Regions from separate parts of the Salvelinus alpinus genome. Here region 1 is linked to region 2. A link is a contact called in public Hi-C data. All regions are on one chromosome and are shown on one strand. The core of a region is the stretch at or near the end of the contact, and the rest is flanking DNA. Distances in the headings are between cores, read along the strand shown. Region 1 holds the start of LOC139554265 (histone-lysine N-methyltransferase 2B-like). Region 2 holds the start of LOC139554497 (protein argonaute-3-like).

Region 1 (4,984 bases), core at 575-3,074, 370 kb after region 2:
GTACACCTGCTGTAGACCTTACATGTGACAAATAAAATTTGACTTGATTTGAATAATGAGGCCTGTTTTACCTTTCTTCAAAGTTGCCTTGCGAAAATCCATCAGTAGAAACGTGGAGGCATTTTATGAAGACTTCCTCAAGCAGTTAAAATCCATCAGTAGAAACGTGGAGGCATTTTATGAAGACTTCCTCATGCAATTAACCAGCATTGCTCTCCTATTCTATTTTCATATCAACTCTCTTTCGTTATCCAGAATCCAAAGGCACAATCCTAGTCATATTAGCAACACATAATTGTTGCTATGAGATTCACAAACCTCATGGCTAGAGTAATGCTTGTAATACGTTAATGTTGCATAGGCTTACGTTTTTTAAATTAAGTCATGTAAAAAAAAATCTATTCTGATCGGTAGATCTTGGGTGGCATTTTGACTCAAAGTAATCTTCACTCAGAAATGGTTGGTGACCACTGGTCTCAGTAGACTAGTTCTAAATTGCTTGCCGAATGGGGCATGTCACGCAGCAATTAGCCTAGTTGTGGTGAGCATGGCATGAGCGCCAATTTGATTGATAATGCGATTACAAACTCACATAAAAATTAACTGTCAATACTAGTAGGCTATGGTGCTAGAACAAACTGCTCTTAGTTTAAATGACACACGGGCCAAGCTTTTGGTGTAGCCCACTTAAAGCATGCAGTGGAATATCTCAAGATCGTTTCTGTTCCACAGGGCCAGACATCTTTCACTTACGATGGGGGCTGTCGGGAGTGGACTAAATGACAGATACTATGGCATAATCTGACTGAACAGGGGCAACGTTGATACCAAATATGTTATATTGTGTTGATACTACGTAGAGTGATGGTGGATGTGTGAAAATGTGACTGTGTTGCAAAAGTTGCTATCTAGATAGCATCACTTGCTAACTACATTGTTTTAGTATAGCTAGTTCAATTGGCAGAAAAACTTGTATCCAGACAGAGTCATGTTGGCTACCACGAATTTCACCGCCTAAAATCATCGATTATCAAAGATCCTGGTAACGTTAATGTCAGTCAGAAGGCTGTCAGGAGATGTTATCACTGTTAGCTACTAACGTTTACTTGTCACCGAGTACAGTGGATTGGTACAGTAACTAGCAAACATTTGAACCACAATCCGGATTTATAAAAGAGGCGTTGAATACGGCTAGAACGTCACCTGTAAACCCAGATTCTGGTTCAGCAAGATTTGAAGTTTGAACAATTGTATAGTTGGATACCTACTGTAGCCAGGTAACGAACGTTACAGACACTTGATTCTCAATATAATCTATATTACACAGCGAAGGCTGTGGAACATACACGTGTTAATTGGGTCTGTGGTGTGGGGCTGTTGCACGGCTTGGAAACTCACCTCTCCACTCCCGCTTGAGTAGAAACCCGCGTCTCTCTGGCGCCTATGTTTATCAGCAATCCCGAGTAAACGCAGCAGTGACGGGTCCTCGCTCAACGTTAGTCCAATGTTGATGGGCCTTCGGCCTCCTGTGACTATCCCTCCACTTTCCGAGCCCAACCTTCCCAGCTGCGGACGTTTCTCCGATCGTAGCCGAATACGAGATGTCCATGGCCGGCCCGGGAAACGGGCCCGGGCTACGGCCGGCGTGCTGGAACCCGCGACATTAGCGGGAGATGATAATCCCTCTCCCGCTGCCGCCATTATTCACTACTATAACAACAACGGTGGTGGTGCGCTGTGTCTGTAGCGCTTCTGGTGAAACAAGATGGAAAGGCGCGAGATAGGAAGGAAATACCATTGCATCATGGGAAAACGAGTTTGTTGTAATTTCAGAATTCTCAGCGTTGTTTTTGAGGGTTTATGAATGTGGAGTACATATACATTTTGTTTTATTCGTGTTATATATTTCAATTAAGTTTAAACGTATTAAAAAGAAATAAAAGAACATAAACATACATGTATAGTAATATACATTATTATTCAGTATTCAGTCCACTTGCAGTAAATGTTTGCAACTTTGACCGTTTTTTTCCCTTCTGTCCACTTGTTTCTCTCCTTTTTGCCATAATATGTATATATTGTTGTGCAGGTAACGACACAGATTCTTATTTGTAATGAGGATCTTAAGTGATCACAGCAATATAAAATACCCCTCAAAATCGATGTCATTCCATCTCTTTCTGCATTCCTTCTCCATGATACTCATTTCCATTTGGCTCAACACCTGCCAGTATTTTTATATGGTGACTCTCAGAGTATCCATCTCCTTCAACAGCACTACCCACCATCCTGTTTCTCGACCAATCCCTCGTAAACCTTTTCCTCCTCCACAGCACCATCCCTCTTTCCTTTCTCTCTGCTGTTCTTCTCCAGAATGGTTTTGACCTGGAACCATCCCTCCTTAGCCGTCTCCTTTTCTCCCCCACTTCTCTTAGCCAGGTTAATCTCCAGCTCACTCCTTAGCTGGTTCCAGGTGTTATTCTCCTCTTTCCCATTCTCAACTACAAGCAGTTGCTTTATTTTAGGCTTTTTTCTTTTTCTTTCACCTTCATTCATCCTTGATCTCTCATCTTTTCCTTTTTCTGCCTTTGGATTTCCTCCTCATTCTCCATCCTCACTAGCTCCTTCTGCCACAACCTCAATGAATGGAAAAGATCTAACTCAGTACTAATCTTTTCCATTAATTTCAGGTTCACACACTAGTTTCCCATAACCTCAAATTCACATAAATTACAGACTGCAATTTAAAAATCACTCCTTACTATTTAATTATGGATGAAAAAAGTACAAGATCATATCACAACAACGACATCCTTCACAGAACAATATATTCTCCGGACCAATATATATACATTTACATGATCAGAAGATGCCTTGACAGGAACGTAAACTAAATGATGAGTGGAATGTTGAAGGCGGTAGGTTGCCCAGCGATTAAGAGCGATGGGCCAGTAACTGAAAGGTCGAATCCCGAGTTAACTAGATGACAAATCTGTTGATGTGCCCTTGAGCAAAGAACTTAACCCTAATTGCTCCTGTAAGTTGCTCTGGATAAGAGCATCTGCTAAATGACTAAAATGTAAACCATAAAACCCATTGATTTCCTACTAAAATAAATATGATAAGTTACTAAATCTTCTCACATTTGAGGTAATATAGAAATAGATTCATACCCTGGAAGGGGGCTGGCAGTTGAAATTCACGATCATGTACACATCATTAGAGGGTTCTAAAAGCACTTCAAAATAATCCGTGGGAGCAACCAGGAACAAGCTAATGATCCAACTGAGTGCTTATCCATAATGGTATGTCACATATTCCAAACTCCCATCTTGAACATAAAAAACCCACCCACATCAACACCTGTTTTAACCAAATTATATTTTCCAAACTCTTAAAAGCTGCAGCATGTAACTTTTTAGGTAACCCGACCAAATTCACATAGAATTATGAGTTATAGAAAGCAAGCAACTCATCAAAAGCAAGTCTAAGAAGCAGTAGATCTGTTCTATGTGCGCTATTTCTATGATTTCCTCAAGTTTCGTTTTGCGGCTTTTACTTTTGGGTTTGTACACCAGCCTCAAACAGCTGGCAATATATTTCACAGTGGTTTAGATGGTAGAATGATTCTCTATGCTATACATTGCTTGTTTTGTCACAAACTAAAATGAGGCAAACTATTATAATTTTAGCAACCAGAAAATGGTAAGCAATTTCTGCATATTGCACCTTTAACCATTACATAAATTGTCCATGATGACATTCCCCAGATTATCTATTTTCTTTGTCTGTTGCCTCTTCTCCCTCAGTGTGGGTCTTCTGGTGTGCCTTTAGGTTGCTCTCCCGGCCAAAGGTCTTGCCGCAGGTGGGGCAGTTGTGTTGGCCATAGCCGTGAGCCATGGCCATGTGGGCTTTGAGCTGCTCCGGTCGAGCATAGCTCTCTTCACACTCAGAGCAGGGTTGAGTCTTGAGAGGTGGAGGTGGCCGCCTGTGCTTCTCCTTCTTGTGGGCCCGGAGAAGGGCAACAGAGGAGAACATGAGGTCACACTCAGCTTCAGGACAGGGAATTTGGAGCTCCTCCTTATGGGGTAGACCCGGTCGTTTCCCTCCTTTTGCCACAAGCTCCTCTCCCCCATCGTCAGCTTTCCCACTCTTCTCTCCATTAGCTGCCTCTCGCTCAGCAGACTTTGGCTCAGCCACAGACACTTTCTTGGGAGGGCGTCCGCGTTTTTTGGCTGGGACTTTTGCATCGCAATGCCGATGACCCACAAAGTTCTCCTGGTGCAGCACAAGCTCCACCTCCATCTCAAACCTGCGGCCGCACTTGCCACAACGATGAGTCTTGGTGTCATCATCCTCCTCTTCCAGCAGCTGGGGGTGCTGGGTGAGGCAGTGGGTGCGTAACTGGTTTGGGCCCCGCAATACCATGCCACAGTCCTTGCACGCACACTGACGCTCCTTGCACAGCTGTCGCCGGTGGACTGTCAACTATGAGAGACATCAAGAGACAAAAAATGACAAAGAGGTTCAGGCAGGGTTTCCGTTATGAAAATGTGGCGCCGGACATTTGCCTGGCAGCATTTTAATTTACCTGACATTTAAAAAAGGTGCTGGATCCATATGCATTGGTTGCGTAACATGATTAGGGCTTCCACCTACGGTTCTTAGAATGACAGAAAACACATTTAGTTTATGGTAATTCATCTTAACAGAACATGCAACGGGGTGCATCATTCTTACCGAACTCCCATGAGCAATTTGAAGATATTAGAATACATAGGCGGCGCGTCCATAAGGCTCGGGGAAGCTGAGCTTTACCAAAATTTAATTGAATTTCCAAAATGATATATCCTAATTAGCATACTGTCTATACAGAAATACATTCAATGATTCAAAATAGGCTACTACACCAGAAAGCATGAATTTGCCACAGAGGATTATTAACTTATTTAAAAATCAAACGCTGTGGATTGTTTAAAATGGC
Region 2 (5,047 bases), core at 1,320-3,819:
AAAGGAAGACCCAAAGTTACCTCTGCCGCAGAGGAAAAGTTCATTAGAGTTACCAGCCTCAGAAATTGCAGCCCAAATAGACGCTTCAGAGTTCAAGTAACAGACACATCTCAACATCAACTGTTCAGAGGAGACTGTGTGTATCAGGCCACATTGAAGACAGTCCCACATTGAAAGTCACTGAGCTCTTCAGCAAGGCCATTCTACTATTGTTTGTCTATGGAGATTGCACGGCTGTGTGCTGGAATGTATACACCTGTCAGCAATTAGTGTGGCTGAAATAGCCAAATCCACTAATTTGAAGGGGTGTCCATATACTTTTGTTTATACAATTTGACAAGCACTTGATAATGCCTCGAATTTCACGGCGGCATCCCTTCGTGGCCATGACGCACCCTAAAAAATCCATGCCTTTGTGGCCAATAGTCGTTGTGCCCTTGCCCCGGAGTGCTGCGTTGTGCCCTTCTCCCTGAGTGCTGCGCAATTCGAAGCGTCTCTCACTCACATGGCTCTCCATAACGTGATCGGGTCTTTCTCACAGGCTACAAGTGAAGACTGACACATCAGGGACGCAACTGTGCGCGTTATTAAATTCCGAGGTGCATATTGAAGATATTGGAAGAACTGTCCACATTTACTTTCCATGCACCGGTCTCAAAACAGGGGCAGCGGGAAAAAAGTACATGTCATCTATGCACTTAAATAGCGAATGGAGGATGCATCTGCATTGATGTCAGAGTGATAATAGAGTGCTCAATAGCAGGCAGTTAGCAAGTTTGGTAGGCTACTAATGACCATCAGCAGCATCAGAGCTTGGAGAAACCTAATTACCATGACTAAACGGTCACATGGAATTTGACTGCCATCATGACTCGTGACCGCCGGTGTGGCAGTAATACGGTCACCGCAACAGGCCTACTCCCAACCACAGTTTTACCTCTGAACATTGAATAGTTTCTCCAATATGTACATGTATAGGCCTACAGTGTATTGCATTGGGACCATTTGAGTGGGTGGAGTAGAAAGTGTTGCTGGGCATATAGACCTCAGTCCCCCATGAAATAACACCATATATACACATTCTACAGATCCTTCTAAGTATTTATTACCCTACGTTTTCTGTACAGTGCTATATTTGTACCGTATAGTGTCCAGGCAGCCCATTTTTAAGCTATTTGACCACAGTAAGGCCAGCAACAATCCATAAAAGGCCAGCAACACTCAGAGCCCGATGAAATGACACCAACATATACAATTCTACTAAGTATTCCCTACAATACTTTTACGGCGGCACCCTGAATATGTTTTGCTCTATATAGTGATTTGCATTGTGGCCGCCAATATAACGGGTGGAGTAAAGGGCCAGCAACACTCCGTATTATTCATATCCCTTGAAATGACACCGTATATACAATCTACAGACCCTACTGAGTATTCCCTATAACACTTTTACTACGGCACCCAGAATAGTTTTTGCTCTATAAGCCAATATGTATACCATATACAGTGATTCGCATTGAGGGGATTTATTTGACCTTCAAACATGTTTTTTTTTAACCCAAATTGAATGCAAATGATTTCTTAAATATGAACACATATGAATCATTGTTAATGTTTGGACAATTATTTGTCATATCATGAATAAATACAGGTTATTTACACGTTTCTACTATTACGTGGGGGACTTTTATTTAGAAATGTTCCCAAATTCTGTGACCCGGAAGTACTTTTTTGTTGCTGCCGACGAGACGCTGATCCGGCAAATCATCTTACCAATGGTATGTCTGGTCACCCAAATTCGTTTTCTAACCCAGACAGTAGAGTGAAAGGCCTGGATGTGTTTATTTTCATGCATTATCTGATTGGTAGGCTTATTTGGGAGGATCTCGGGTTCTTTTGGTTTTGACTGTATGCTATCCTTTAAGGATCCTTTAAGGATAGCAACTGATAGTCAGCCTACAAAACTTAAACACCAAACTTCAACAATTTAATAAGAATAAGGGGTTTGACAGACAGGTGTATGAATATACCTGAAGTTCCGATTTCCATTCATGAGGTCTCTGTCCCCTGCTCCCAATGGTCAAATCTCAACGCAGCTCCTGTTCGTCTGACGCTATTACCTCAGCGTTGGAGACGTTCCACCCGACCACTCTATCAAGCCGACACCCCGGCTTCTCTCGCTGATTTGGGCACGGGCCGCTGTGGTGTCCGCTTAATTAACCCGAGATCCTCCCAAATTGCCCCCGTTGTTAACCGGCACAAATTGAACGACGTGTCCCCTTCCTTTCGTTAAAGCACTAATTCTTCTCAGGTGACAATATATATATATTTTCAAAGACTCAAGTCCCAGAAAATATTTCAGAGCCTCGGATACTCCACTGCTCCTATTCCTGAACGGTTTTAAGGCTATATCTCGATCGTTTAGGGTTTCTCCTTGTCATTAGTTGCCAGGATAATATCAACATCATCTTTGTTTTTTCAGACCATATAAGTGAACCTTTTGGTGTTCTTCTGCCGGCAAATTGGTGTTTCACTCCCCGGTGCGTTCTCTGTACTACCGCTGTGAAGCGGGCAAGATTAACTAAGTACTTTCCGGGTCACGGATATCGTCTTCTTCTGTGGTATATTGGCGATTGCACAATTTAATGTACATCCCGCCACCTACTGTGCGGGATGGAAACAGGATTCCCCAAAACGGCCAAACTACCAATAACAAAAAAACAACCAAACTACAAAAAATAAACTAAATCAAACAATCTTTGGCTTGTCATGGGTCCGCTTGTCATGTTTCGGGGGACCCATGACTCGACCTTCGCCTCTCCTGAGCCCGTTGCAGCGATGAGACAAGATTGTAATTAGATCGTGATTGGATATCACGAAATTGGTGAGAAAAAGAGGGTAAAAAAATGTTTTAAATAAAAAATTGGATCCCTTACAAAGGCTCAAGGGGAGCCTGGGAGAGTGTGTCGTCTTCTGGCTCAAGTACCCCCTGCAAGTCTTTTCTGCCGCAGCCACAATAATGTCCAGTTTCTTTGAGACTTGAGCCGTACAGTTTATAACTGTGGCAATGAACGCCACAAAATCCACCTTTTTAACAGACTGGGTATCTTTTGACTGGCAGCAAACATTTACTACAGGCTGTGGTGCATCCACTACCATATCTTCACTAGCATCACTTGTTTTCTCAATGAATTGAATCGCCTCCGCATCTCCTATGCGGAGGCGGAACTCGGGAACTCGGTATCCTGATCCCCACCACAATTGCAACACCGTTGTCCTTCTACACACCGTTCTTCAGTATAATCTGTTCGTCTGCACCCACTTGAAACATGGCCAAATCCTTTACAGTTCTTACACTGCAGTGGTTTGGGGACAAAAGCTCTTACATCTTACATAACTGAGCTTCACATGCATAGGTAGGTGCTCTTTTTTTTTTTTAAAGAACAGGGCCGACTGACTTTCTTATTTTTCGTCATTCACCCAGCGGGTCAGACGCCTGGCACCAACCACACCAGGAAATCTCTTCCTGAACATCTGTTGTCACCCCTGAGGTGACTCCTTTGACGGGTGCTCTACTCCGAAGTTCAAAGCAGGAAACTTCTGTTGTCTCGATTCTTTTGAGGCCTACTGCAATCTTCCTGTGTTTTTCATGAATACAGTCAATCAAAATAAGACCACTCCTGGTCACTCAGACAGACTCCACTTTTCCCAGCGCATTCACACCTCAAACAGGTTTCCCACATATGGCATCCTTACTCAACAAGCGCATCCCAACAAGAAGCGAATCGTTATCATTCACAGACTTATCTTCCACTCCAATTTCAGACAATTTCCTTTTTTGTTCCAGTTTTCGACCCTACAGTTGTCCATTCAGGACTTTCATCTTCATCAACTTTGCTCGACACGCTGAATTGATTCGAACTTCTACCATTTTACCTTACTGAAACGTCGCACTCCTCAGCCAAACTGTAAGTTCTCCAAACTCCACTAGGCTCCCACATTTTTGGAGTCCTTCAGAATATGAGTCAAATCAAATCAAAGTTTATTTGTCACGTGCGCCGAATACAACAGCAGTGAAATGCTTACTTACAGGCTCTAACCAATAGTGCAAAAAAAGGTATTAGGTGAACAATAGGTAGGTAAAGAAATAAAACAACAGTAAAAAGACAGGCTATATACAGTAGCGAGGCTACATACAGACACCGGTTAGTCAGGCTGATTGAGGTAGTATGTACATGTAGATATGGTTAAAGGGACTATGCATATATGATGAACAGAGAGTAGCAGTAGCGTAAAAGACTTAGTCCTATCCTATACACTTATCCTGTACACTTTGTTAATGAATAATTAGGGTGAGAAAATGTGCACAGTTATCGATATATTTTATACAAATGATCATACAAAGAATAATTTAAAGTATTTCTATACGATATGTGATTTATTTGTTTATTTTTCATAGGGTGTCAAATCAAAAAATACAGTTGAGAAGATACCACTCCAAGAAAACCAATGGTCCAAACCTCATGTCTCTACCATAATCCGTTCAAAAGTTATTGGAGTTTTTACCCTTGTCGAATGGTCAAGATTAGGATGACTAAATCAATGTAGACCAGAGGAAAAAAAGTGCTAAAAAAAAAATCAGGAAAATGGCATTGCGTCAGCTAAGCTGGATGCTGTGCGAGAATTAAGGCAAACTGACAGGCTCACCATTAAACTCTTTTTTTTTCTTGAATCCAGAGGACATAAAACAATATAGAGGCTAGGTAGATATTGATTTTGAGACATGACAAGCATAATTTTCATATTTTAGTATATGATTTTGTGACGCCCATGAAGTTATGTATCACATTTTATATACACTAAGTACATAAAGCACACCTGCTCTTTCCATGACATAGATTGACCAGGAGGATGGTCCCCTCGTATCGTCGCCGTTCCTCTTTCGGGGCCTCCGCCTGCTTCCATGGCAGGGTCTTGTCCCCTGACATTACCTCCTCCCAGGTCCAGGATGTCCTCCACTCTCTTTTCTTCCGGGCCCAGGATCCCT

The links. A called contact is a pair of places that touch in the nucleus more often than the background predicts.
Region 1: a contact with region 2 is called in a Hi-C map of red muscle, with 8 times the contacts expected there. The contact joins the promoter of LOC139554265 here to the promoter of LOC139554497 in region 2. A contact is called at or near these places in 2 of 3 Hi-C or Micro-C datasets (muscle and red muscle).

The regions. Positions count from the first base shown.
Region 1 is chr26:5,566,668-5,571,651 of SLU_Salpinus.1, forward strand. LOC139554265 (histone-lysine N-methyltransferase 2B-like) reads right to left here and starts at 1,825. Exons shown (of 37, transcript XM_071367025.1): 1 at 1,399-1,825. The coding sequence starts at 1,701. It overlaps LOC139554266 (zinc finger protein 16-like), which reads right to left. Exons shown (of 5, transcript XM_071367026.1): 5 at 2,744-4,488. The coding sequence ends at 3,772.
Region 2 is chr26:5,197,501-5,202,547 of SLU_Salpinus.1, forward strand. LOC139554497 (protein argonaute-3-like) reads right to left here and starts at 2,570. Exons shown (of 19, transcript XM_071367324.1): 1 at 2,031-2,570. The coding sequence starts at 2,049.